Regions from separate parts of the Triticum aestivum genome. Here region 2 is linked to region 1. A link is a contact called in public Hi-C data. All regions are on one chromosome and are shown on one strand. Each heading gives the region's core, a stretch centred on a gene start, on an enhancer-like site or on the middle of the called end of the contact. The rest is flanking DNA. Distances are from core to core; before and after follow the strand shown.

What was found. Hi-C and Micro-C count contacts between places; a contact is called where the count stands out from the background.
Region 2: a Hi-C map of leaf shows a contact between it and region 1, with 4 times the contacts expected there. The contact joins the promoter of LOC123068959 here to the promoter of LOC123068956 in region 1. A contact is called at or near these places in 2 of 5 Hi-C or Micro-C datasets (both in leaf).

Annotation. Positions count from the first base shown.
Region 1 is chr3B:127,124,672-127,129,283 of IWGSC CS RefSeq v2.1, reverse strand. LOC123068956 reads left to right here and starts at 1,809. Exons shown (of 1, transcript XM_044491662.1): 1 at 1,809-2,833. The coding sequence starts at 1,956. The coding sequence ends at 2,492. It overlaps LOC123068955, which reads left to right. Exons shown (of 3, transcript XM_044491661.1): 3 at 232-1,547. The coding sequence ends at 1,300.
Region 2 is chr3B:127,280,590-127,285,201 of IWGSC CS RefSeq v2.1, reverse strand. LOC123068959 (60S ribosomal protein L18a-like protein) reads right to left here and starts at 2,275. Exons shown (of 5, transcript XM_044491666.1): 1 at 2,009-2,275; 2 at 1,302-1,444; 3 at 618-750; 4 at 416-533. The coding sequence starts at 1,311.

The sequences.
Region 1 (4,612 bases), core at 560-3,059:
ACTCCCCTTTCCATTTATCAAAACCCAAAATTAAATGAGCTTAAATGGATGTATGTACTGATGCTATCTGTACATATCAGAAACTGTTATTTGACTTGGACATGGCTTGAATGCCTTCGTTGTGAAACTATTTGAATGCTTCCACAAAGATGCAGCAAGAATTTGGTGTCTTTATTAGCATTTGTGTCATGATTCATGAAGTACACTGATATGCACAAGTTTTTATTTCAGGCTTAAAGAAGTTAATTCTGTTGGGATGAAAGATTGGGCTAATATTCAGACTGATATAGTTGGTCTAATTATAAAGAAGCTTGGCATTCCTGACTACATCAGATTCCGTGCTGTATGCACCTCATGGAACCATATCTGCAAGGAAGTATCCAACCATCCAAGGGTGGACCCATGGCTGATGCTCCCCACAAAGCCGCTTGATGGTGCTAAATTTTTTAGCTTACCTGAAAAAAAGACTCAAACCATCCATATCCCGAGCGTTGCCACGATCTTTGGATCCATGTGGACTCCGGTTGGTTCATCCCATGGTTGGCTTATCTTCTTTAGCCCGCCGCAGGGAACCATCCAGCTGGTTAATCCCATCAGCAGCACATCGTTCCAACTCCCCTCAATCGGAAGGAGGCACCTGTCCAAGGCCATGTTGCTTGACATGAGTGAGAGCAACTTCACTGTTGCTGTCATCCATCGCGACCAGAAAGGATACCAAGTGACACGCAAAGGAAGCAAAAGCTGGTCGTTTGTCGATTCAAAACACATTTTGGTGGATGTCTTCAAGCACAGAAGGCAACTTTACACCATTGATGTATATGGTACGGTTGAGGTGTGGGCAGAGCCTCCCCGTTCATGGCCAGATGATGACTTCCCCCAGGTGGAACCGCATATGCACAACCTCGTCCACTACCAACACCAGAAGTTCAATTGCCTGGTGGAGACCCCGTCCGGCGATCTCATAAGGGTCAAGCGCCAATCGCAGAACAAGTTTGCGCTGTGGGTCCTCGACAGGGAGACCTCTTCCTTCGAGCGGACCAGCGACATTGGGGAATTCGGGCTGTTCGTCAGCCATTACAGCTCGTTCTGTTTTCCGGCCAAGGACCATTCGTACCTGAAGGCAAACTGCGTCTACTTCATCGACGGCTACAACAACATGTGCGCGTTCAACCTCGAGCACGGGACCAAGGAGCTCGTAGAAGCCCTTGAAAGTCCTGCCCCTTCCCACAGCCAGCAAGACTTCTACGGGCGCCAGCCACGAGCAGAACCATTCCTATGGTTAATACCTTCTCTGAAGTGATTAAACGTGTGCGAAGCTGAAACTGGCGTGTACCTATATCCTAGAACCGGTACTCTGAACTCCCTAACTAGTATACAATTATTGGACGTATTCCTGGTACTTTTGTGGCAAAAACGATGTGGCTGAAGTTTGAGTTGAACCAGCCGGTCGTTGCGTGTGTTTGTTGTATATATATAATATGCAACTGGCTTGTGTTTTTGGACAAAGTTGTAGTATTACAGGTTCTGGGTTTGCCATTCTCCCTCCTTGTCCCAGGTGCCAGTGACACATGTCCAGAATATTTGGTCGCATATCTGTGTGGCAGTGACATGAGCAGTGCATTTCCGCGAAAAAAGTCTGTACTCTCCCAGGAGTAATTTGATTTCTTGCGAATTTGGAACTAACTTCCACTCGGTCAGGAATTCAGAAGTCGGAAGTGTAGGCGTGTCCATCGAACGCGGTTGCCGGTTATCCCCGCTTCTTCTCCGCGTTTTCCGAGCAGGTGCAGCCACTCTGTCCAATATAAGCCAACCGCATCTCATCTTATCTCGTGTCGGGATCAAACCCAACGCGTCAACACGTGTGTACCCATTCCCCACTTTCTCAGGCAGAGCAGCAGCAGCACCAGCTCGATCTCGCGACAGCCTCGTCCCGCGCCCAACGCCGGCGCCTGCGCATGGAGACGACCGCGACGTCCTACCCGGTGGCGCGGGACCCGCCGCCGCGGCCAGTGCCGCAGACGGCGCAGCTGGGCGGCGGCCCGGCGCCGCAGCGCGGCGGGTGGGCGGGCTGGGCGCTGTGGGCGGTCGTGTTCCTGGTCCTCGCCGCCAGCTTCGCGTGGGGCGTGTACCAGTCGCGGCACCGGCCGCGGAGCCTCGCCTTCGTCATCGTCACCTACTACCTCCTCGCCGTGCTCTACTGCTGCCTCGGGAAGCTGAGCCTCCTGCGCCGCGACGACCCGGCGGCGGCGCCCGAGCGCCAGCGGGTCAGGCTCGCCGTGTGGGTCGTCTCCGTGGCGTTCGCCAACGTCATCGCGGCGCGCGTCGCCGACTCGATGCCCGAGCGGGGGCTCCAGATCGCCGTCTGGGTGGTCCTCGCCGCCGGCATCGGCGTCGCCTTCTACTTCTTCTTCATCCGCGAAGGCGCCCGCGAGGTCGCCGGGCAGCGGCGGGAGGCGGAGCTCCACCAGGTGTCCCCGGAGCAGAGGGTCTGAGGCGAGCTCCAGTCAACTTTGCCATGGGTGGATGGAAGAAGTAGTATAGCCATTGCTTCGTTTTTTCTTAATTATGTAAACTTTATTTTTAAAAGCTTATTATTTTCGGGAAGCTGCTGTGTGGCTGTGGCTGTCAGTCGACACTCGACGCCGTGCTGGGATTTGCTGGAATCACTGACGTGTGGGCCGCTAACCAGCTGGCCCGCATGTCAGTTACACTTGGTCACCTCGGCCAATCTGACCGTCATACTCGGCCAATCTTTTCCTGTAATAAAGTTTGACCGACGACTGTATCTATTCGACCACGTCTTCGAACTGCTGATTTTTCGTTGCATTCTTCATACGGGCCCGCAACATGCTGACATCGAGCAAGTAGGAAAACTGTAATTCAACCTAAAAATACAAAAATGTTACAAAAATCTTCTTCTCTAACTCTCTGCAACAAGAGTCATGTTACAAAAATTATCTTGTTCTCTAATTTTCTGTAACAAGACATCTGTTGCAAAATATTCTCTTCACTAATTTCCCGCAACAAGATTCTGTTAGGTTGATCTCTCTCCCGTTCGAGCCCAACGGGTCGAACGGGCCCCTTGCATCGCGCCCTGATCGGGGGCGCCTAACCAAACCTTGGTGGGGTGCCGGGGCATGCATAACGAGGTTGACCGTGCACCACAACCAACACCAACACCCCAATCTGATCTAGGGTTGCGCTAGGTCGACGGGAAGCTTCACCGGCACCACCTCGTCCACTCTCTGCCATCACCACCACAGCTCTACCATGGCCACCAGCTTGAGCTCGTCGAGCCAAGGCGAAGGTAGGACTATCGGAATCTCTAGCCTACCCCGATACAGAGAACCTATCAATGATATCAGAGCCATCTAGGCTTAGTTTTTTCGGTAGAAAGAAATCAAGCAAAAGTTTTTCCCCTCCCCAAAGAACCCCACTGACAGGGCAATTTTTTTCCTCAACGGAGAAAGTAGCGCCGCCGTCATGGCCACGCCGTTCCTCTCGATCCGGATGGGCATCGGCATGCCGAGCCATTCGGAAGAAGAACACGGGCAGTGGGAGCACCACTCCTTCACCACTGCCAAAAGAATAAACCTCATCGGGGCAAAGGGCACCTCACCGAGCCATTTGACAGCGGTGCGTCCACCCTCGAGGTGCTCGCGCACGCCGGCAAAAGGGCGAGCGAGGGCACCGCCTTCTCATCGATGCCGGTTAGAGGGAACAAAGGAGGGATTTGCTCGAGGTTCTCTCTCTCTTTCTTTAAAAAATGCGGCGGGATGTGGGGGAGAGAAGGTAGCATAGAAAGGGAGGGAGAAGGAGAAAGAGACGGCGGCTGGCCGCTCGACGCCATCGCCGGCGACCGGCGCGGTCAGACTCGCTGTTGCGCCGTCTGTGGAGAGCGAGAGAGGTGAGCGGCGCGTGAGAGGGGAAATGACTAGGGTTCCCCCTCGCCCCCCACCGCATCGGCCGTTTTGATCGAGCGAAAGGAAAGCTGGTCCGTCAGATTAGATCCGACGGCCACAGAGCGAACCCTACAACAGCGCGGGCCTTCTGGGCCGAAAGAGGAGGCGGACTAGGCCGAGGCTGAGGCTAGCAGCCGCACGGGAGCAGCCACGCGCGTTGGGCCGCGGCTGGGCCAGTTGCTGGTTTTATCTATTTTCTGTCTTTTTATACAGTTTTATTCAAAAAAATGTACAAAAAATAGAAAAGTAAAAGAAATACTTCTGAAAAGTAAAAAGTTTATGATTTTTTTATTCATGTTTTCCGCTGCAAATAAAAAAATAAATAAAGTGCTCTCTTTTAAAGGCAAATAAAGTGAGAATTAAATTTTAAAGAGCATGTTAAGAAGATTATTGAAACAATTATGATCCTGTTATTTTTATGATCAACGTTGTTAATAACATGATCATGATTTATTGATTGTTGTAAAAGGTGCATTTATTTCTATTTTTGCCCAACGGTGATATAGTTTTAATTGCATAAACAATTGCATGTTTTAATTTTGACCAACGTTGGATTAATGTATGTTATCATGATCTCACTCGGTTGCGGTTTCAGGAGAGTACCACTTGATGAGTTGCCTCAAGGATGTTCCAACCGTCAGAGGTGATAA
Region 2 (4,612 bases), core at 1,026-3,525, 160 kb before region 1:
TGTCAAGGTCAAAAACTGTTACAAGGACTGCACACTGGTTTGAAACCTAGCTTTGATGTTTCCACAAGCAAACAACGGCGCGTAAAAATAGAAAATAGAAAATATACAAATGGATTCATTTCCACAGATGTGCATTTTCATAGAAAAGGAAGGAGCAAACGGGGTTAAAACACACCTTCACTACAAAAATGATCAATCTGTGAATCAATTTGGTGGCAGAACCATCAACACATCTGCTATCAGGTTGCATGATGGTTTACATGCATTAAGAAATGATTTTTTAGGAAAACTCTTTTGCTTTCCGTACCTAGATATGGTTTATCTATTACACTACTTTGCATCTATGAGTTGTTTTCTTTCAAGCTACATTGATTATAGCAACATGTTCAGGATTTACTGTGGAAGGACAACCTACCGCAATAGCAGAGGCAGCAAGACCTGGGCGCTCTCGGGGATCCCTATTGTAGTACTTGCAGCAGTAAAGAGTCGTTGCATAGTACCAAAGCAATGGACACAAGAAACCTAAAAGAAATCTGCAACCAGAACATGTTTGATATTGCCAGATGCAGAATTTGAAAACTGAACTGAAGTTTGTGTAGGTGGTAAGGGATTCTTACGAGGACCACCCTATTCCGCAACCAAAGCAAGGAAGGCGTCTCTCAAACTTTGCCAGCTGTGGGTTCTCTTCATCTCTGAGTAGGGTGTACTTGCCAAGACACCCTTGACAATGGCAAAGATCATCTGAGCTTGCTGTGCAATGCCAAGTGTGATTCAGATTAAGAAGTAATCGAATAAACAAAACTCAAATAATGCACATCATGATCAAGCTAAAGCCCTAGAGCAGTTTTAACATGGTCCCTCTTACCTCCTCTTTTCGTATGAGAGGTAAGAGTATGAAATAGATCTGAACCGTTGATCACATTAATTAGTGGCCTGAGTAACTCTTACCTTCTTACCTCATATGTAAAAAGAGGGGGTAAGAGGGACCATGTTAAAATTTGCCAAAGCCCTAATAAACAAGGAAAAACTGTAAACTCTGAATCATAATTAGGTTATATCTCCCTGGTGTTTATACACTAGTATTATGCTAAAGACCGGTATGTCAACATCATGTAATAGATGTTACTGTCTTTTACAATGACAGACTAAGGGTTCTGTTCTCCTGCATAATGTAAGCGATCTAGCGGCAAAGGAAATCTTAAGTTTAACTCAAAAGATCCTGCATAACGTAGGGGATCTAGCGGCAAAGGAAAACTTAAGTTCAACTCAAAAGACAGATACAAAGTTGGAAAAGCAGTTACCTTCTCCCATTTAATCTGGAGCTGTTTAGGGAAGATGCAAGCTTAACACCAAGCTGCTTTGCAGATTCCTCCTTGCTGGAATCAGCTCAACAAGTTTGATCCGAAGAATAAAACAGAAGAGTACGCGGCTTGGCACATAAATCCTGCAAGTGCGTCAGAATGGTCAGCCTGCCGCATCGGAGAGAAAATTGTATATACAATGTAATCTCTGTATGAACACGCATATCAGTCTAGTTGGTGGGGACAAATGTTCAGGAGAGTACTATATTTCTTGTTGCTCTGAACTCTAATACTCCAACTTTTTTTTTGGAAAAGCAGTACACTGGTTCTTTACTCAGGAGAGTACTGTATTTCTTGTTGCTCTGAACTCTAATACTCCAACTCTCTATATTAGAACAAATCTAGACGAATTTTATACAAAATAAGTTGCGGCCGCTCTAGGGGAGCATCTCAGATCGGTCTCGCGCGCCGAAGGAGAAGAAGCGGCTAAGCTAGCCAGACCGGGTACGGGTGGGTGGACTAGATTAGCAAGGGCGCACCTACCAGTCCACCACGCAGCAGACAGGCAAATCGGCAACTACCTCGACGGGGATTCAGACCTCGGTCGCCGGCCGCCACGCAGCAAACAGAATAAGGGAGCCGCAAGACGAACTCACACACAAATCCGTATCAAGATAATCCAGTCGGGACAGGATAGGGTTCCTTACCGGCAAGATAAGAAACCGATCCAGCACCAGGACCGCGTCGCCGCCGGCGGGGCGAACCGCGAGGTGGGGGAGGGAGAAGGGGGCGCCGGACGAGACCGAGGTGGGGATGGAGAGCGGTAGAGAGCACTAGAAGAGGCGAGGAGGGGGGGGAGAAGCGGAAGAGTGGAGCCGAGGAGGAGGAGGTCCAATGGGTGTGGTTTTGTGGACACGCACCCGCACCGGTACCGGCGGTGTGGATGTCGTGCACCTACCGCCACGCTATGTGCCGCGTCGGTGAGCCGGAGGATGGAGACACGAGGGAGGGCGGCCCTTTTTAACACACGGATAATGACCCGTTCCTTGTCGACAATACAAAGAGGGGAGAAAAAGTCCTTTTGTGTCAAAATACCACGTCATTATTAAAACAGATCTATCTTTAAAACCGTGGTTCCAATTGAAAAGGCGACCAATGTCACTTCATCATGGACTGGAAGACCGTCTACCGTTGTTTTTCGACACGGTTCAATGGTGCCCTCGGGCTTCTTTGGGTTTTGCTGCAATGGACGATCATGAAAGGTTGTGGACAAGCTCCCTTGCTCTGATGATGACAATCGACTCTTAATGCTTTTGATGATGACAGTAACCCTCGGAGACGGAAACAAGGCCTTATTTTGGCATGACAGATGATCAGAGAAGGAGGCCTTTGGCCGAAGTTACCCTGAGCTCTTCGGTATGGTGTCGCCAAAGTTACGGAGGGAGTGGCAAATAGCTTTTCTATAGAAATTGTATTAAGTTGGTTGCAAGAATCAACATGTCGACACAGATCATCTGGTCCATTCACTTGTGTTAACATTGAAAGAGATCCTCCTTGACCGCCAAAGGTGTGCTTCAGTTATTTACCTCTAGACCTCTTCCAGGAAGTACTCTCTCGGCTCAGTCTATAAGCCAAAATTTCATAGATACCATGAAAAATTGTCAGGGGAAAAGGATGTAGAAAGTCCCATCAGAACTAAAGTCAAAAACAAAAAATCTCAAGTCTCTTCCTTCATAGTGGATCCTCTAGCTATGTGTGGTTGACTAACGAATCATGCCAACATTGCCTTGGGGGAGGGGGTCGAATCCACCAACCACTAATGCAAAGATTTTCATTTCATCCTCGAGGTCCGAGGGCTCATGCACACTTGGATATTCAGCTACCGGTGGTGTCTTTGAACACCGCCGCTATCATCGATATCTAGTGGGATGTCATGATGTGCCGAACGGATAGGGACATAAGCACAAGTACATCTTTGGAAGGGGGAGAAGCGGAACATCTTCAAGGGTAGGAGAATGTCGTATGTTCTAGATGCCCACTGTGCCTTTGAGGACATCGCTCACATGGATTCCCACGAAAACCCCTGAGAGAGTAGGGTGTGGTTCTAGGTGTTTTGGCATATTAGGGCAACTCCAACGCCGTGCACCAAACGCCCATAAGTGTCTGAAGTGTGCGCTCCAGATACTTTTTGTCATCCAACGTCATATGCACCAAACGTCTACGGCATGGTCCAGGTGTCCGAATTCCCCTAAACCAGTACCAAACCAGGAGGGGTACGAATGTCCACCTGGCTCATTTGTGAGGTGGACTACATTTCCTCACACCACATGTGCTTTTTCCTCTAGGTCTATATGGCCTACCCTGTTGTCCGGGTTTGATGCCTATTTGATGTCTACGGTTGGATGATCGCCCCCCCTATCTACGTACATGTCGTGACGTAATATTTGATGTGTTTATTTTGATGCACACCATTAGAGTTGGCCTTGTATAACAAAGTGTGGCCACCTGCTTATACATACTTTTTCTATTCTTCTGATGAAAAGGCAGTACTCCTAGTGTCGGTTGATCGAAAAGAGTAAGTCCTATGCGTAGGGAAAATGACATGAATACATTGGCGGTCACTGAAGTTGAATCAAAAGCACACTATGGTCGTTGTACTTCTGAATACGCTCATTACGGTCATTGAATACGCCTTGTGGTGATTATGCGGTCATTGGCTCACCGTAGAGCTCTGTATTCTGCTTGGTTGACTGTTCAGCATTTCCAAGTAAGCAGTCAAGCATGCATACATGGTAGTCGGTTACACCACCCTGCCTATATGACTGGTCGGCGCTGCATAGGTAGAGAGAGTGTTGTGACGGGCTGCAACTTATGCATGATTGACCGGCAAGGTTGACCAGTCAACTCAGCAGAATATAGTGGCTCTATGGTGAGTCGGCAACCATATAATTACCGCAACACGTATTCAATGACCGTAACGAGAGGAAGTACGAGGGCCGTATTGTGCTTTCGACTCAACTTAAAAAAAATAGAAAAGGAGGATCACCCCTGACCTTTGCATCAACTTCAATGACTATCAGTGTATTTACCTCGTACACAAAATACTGCCCTTCCGAGATGAACGAAAGTAGCAGGGTGTTTATGTGCAAGTTTTCTCGTTTAGTCATTTGTAAGTTCCTAAAAGAATTCTGAAAACAATTCATGGATGTGTCCATTTGTGTGCTCCCAAAAGACAAACTCGGTGCATTTGCACAATCTGTTTTTGACATTGTCTTCTTCTTTTTCTAAATCATCTAGGCCGTGTTTACATT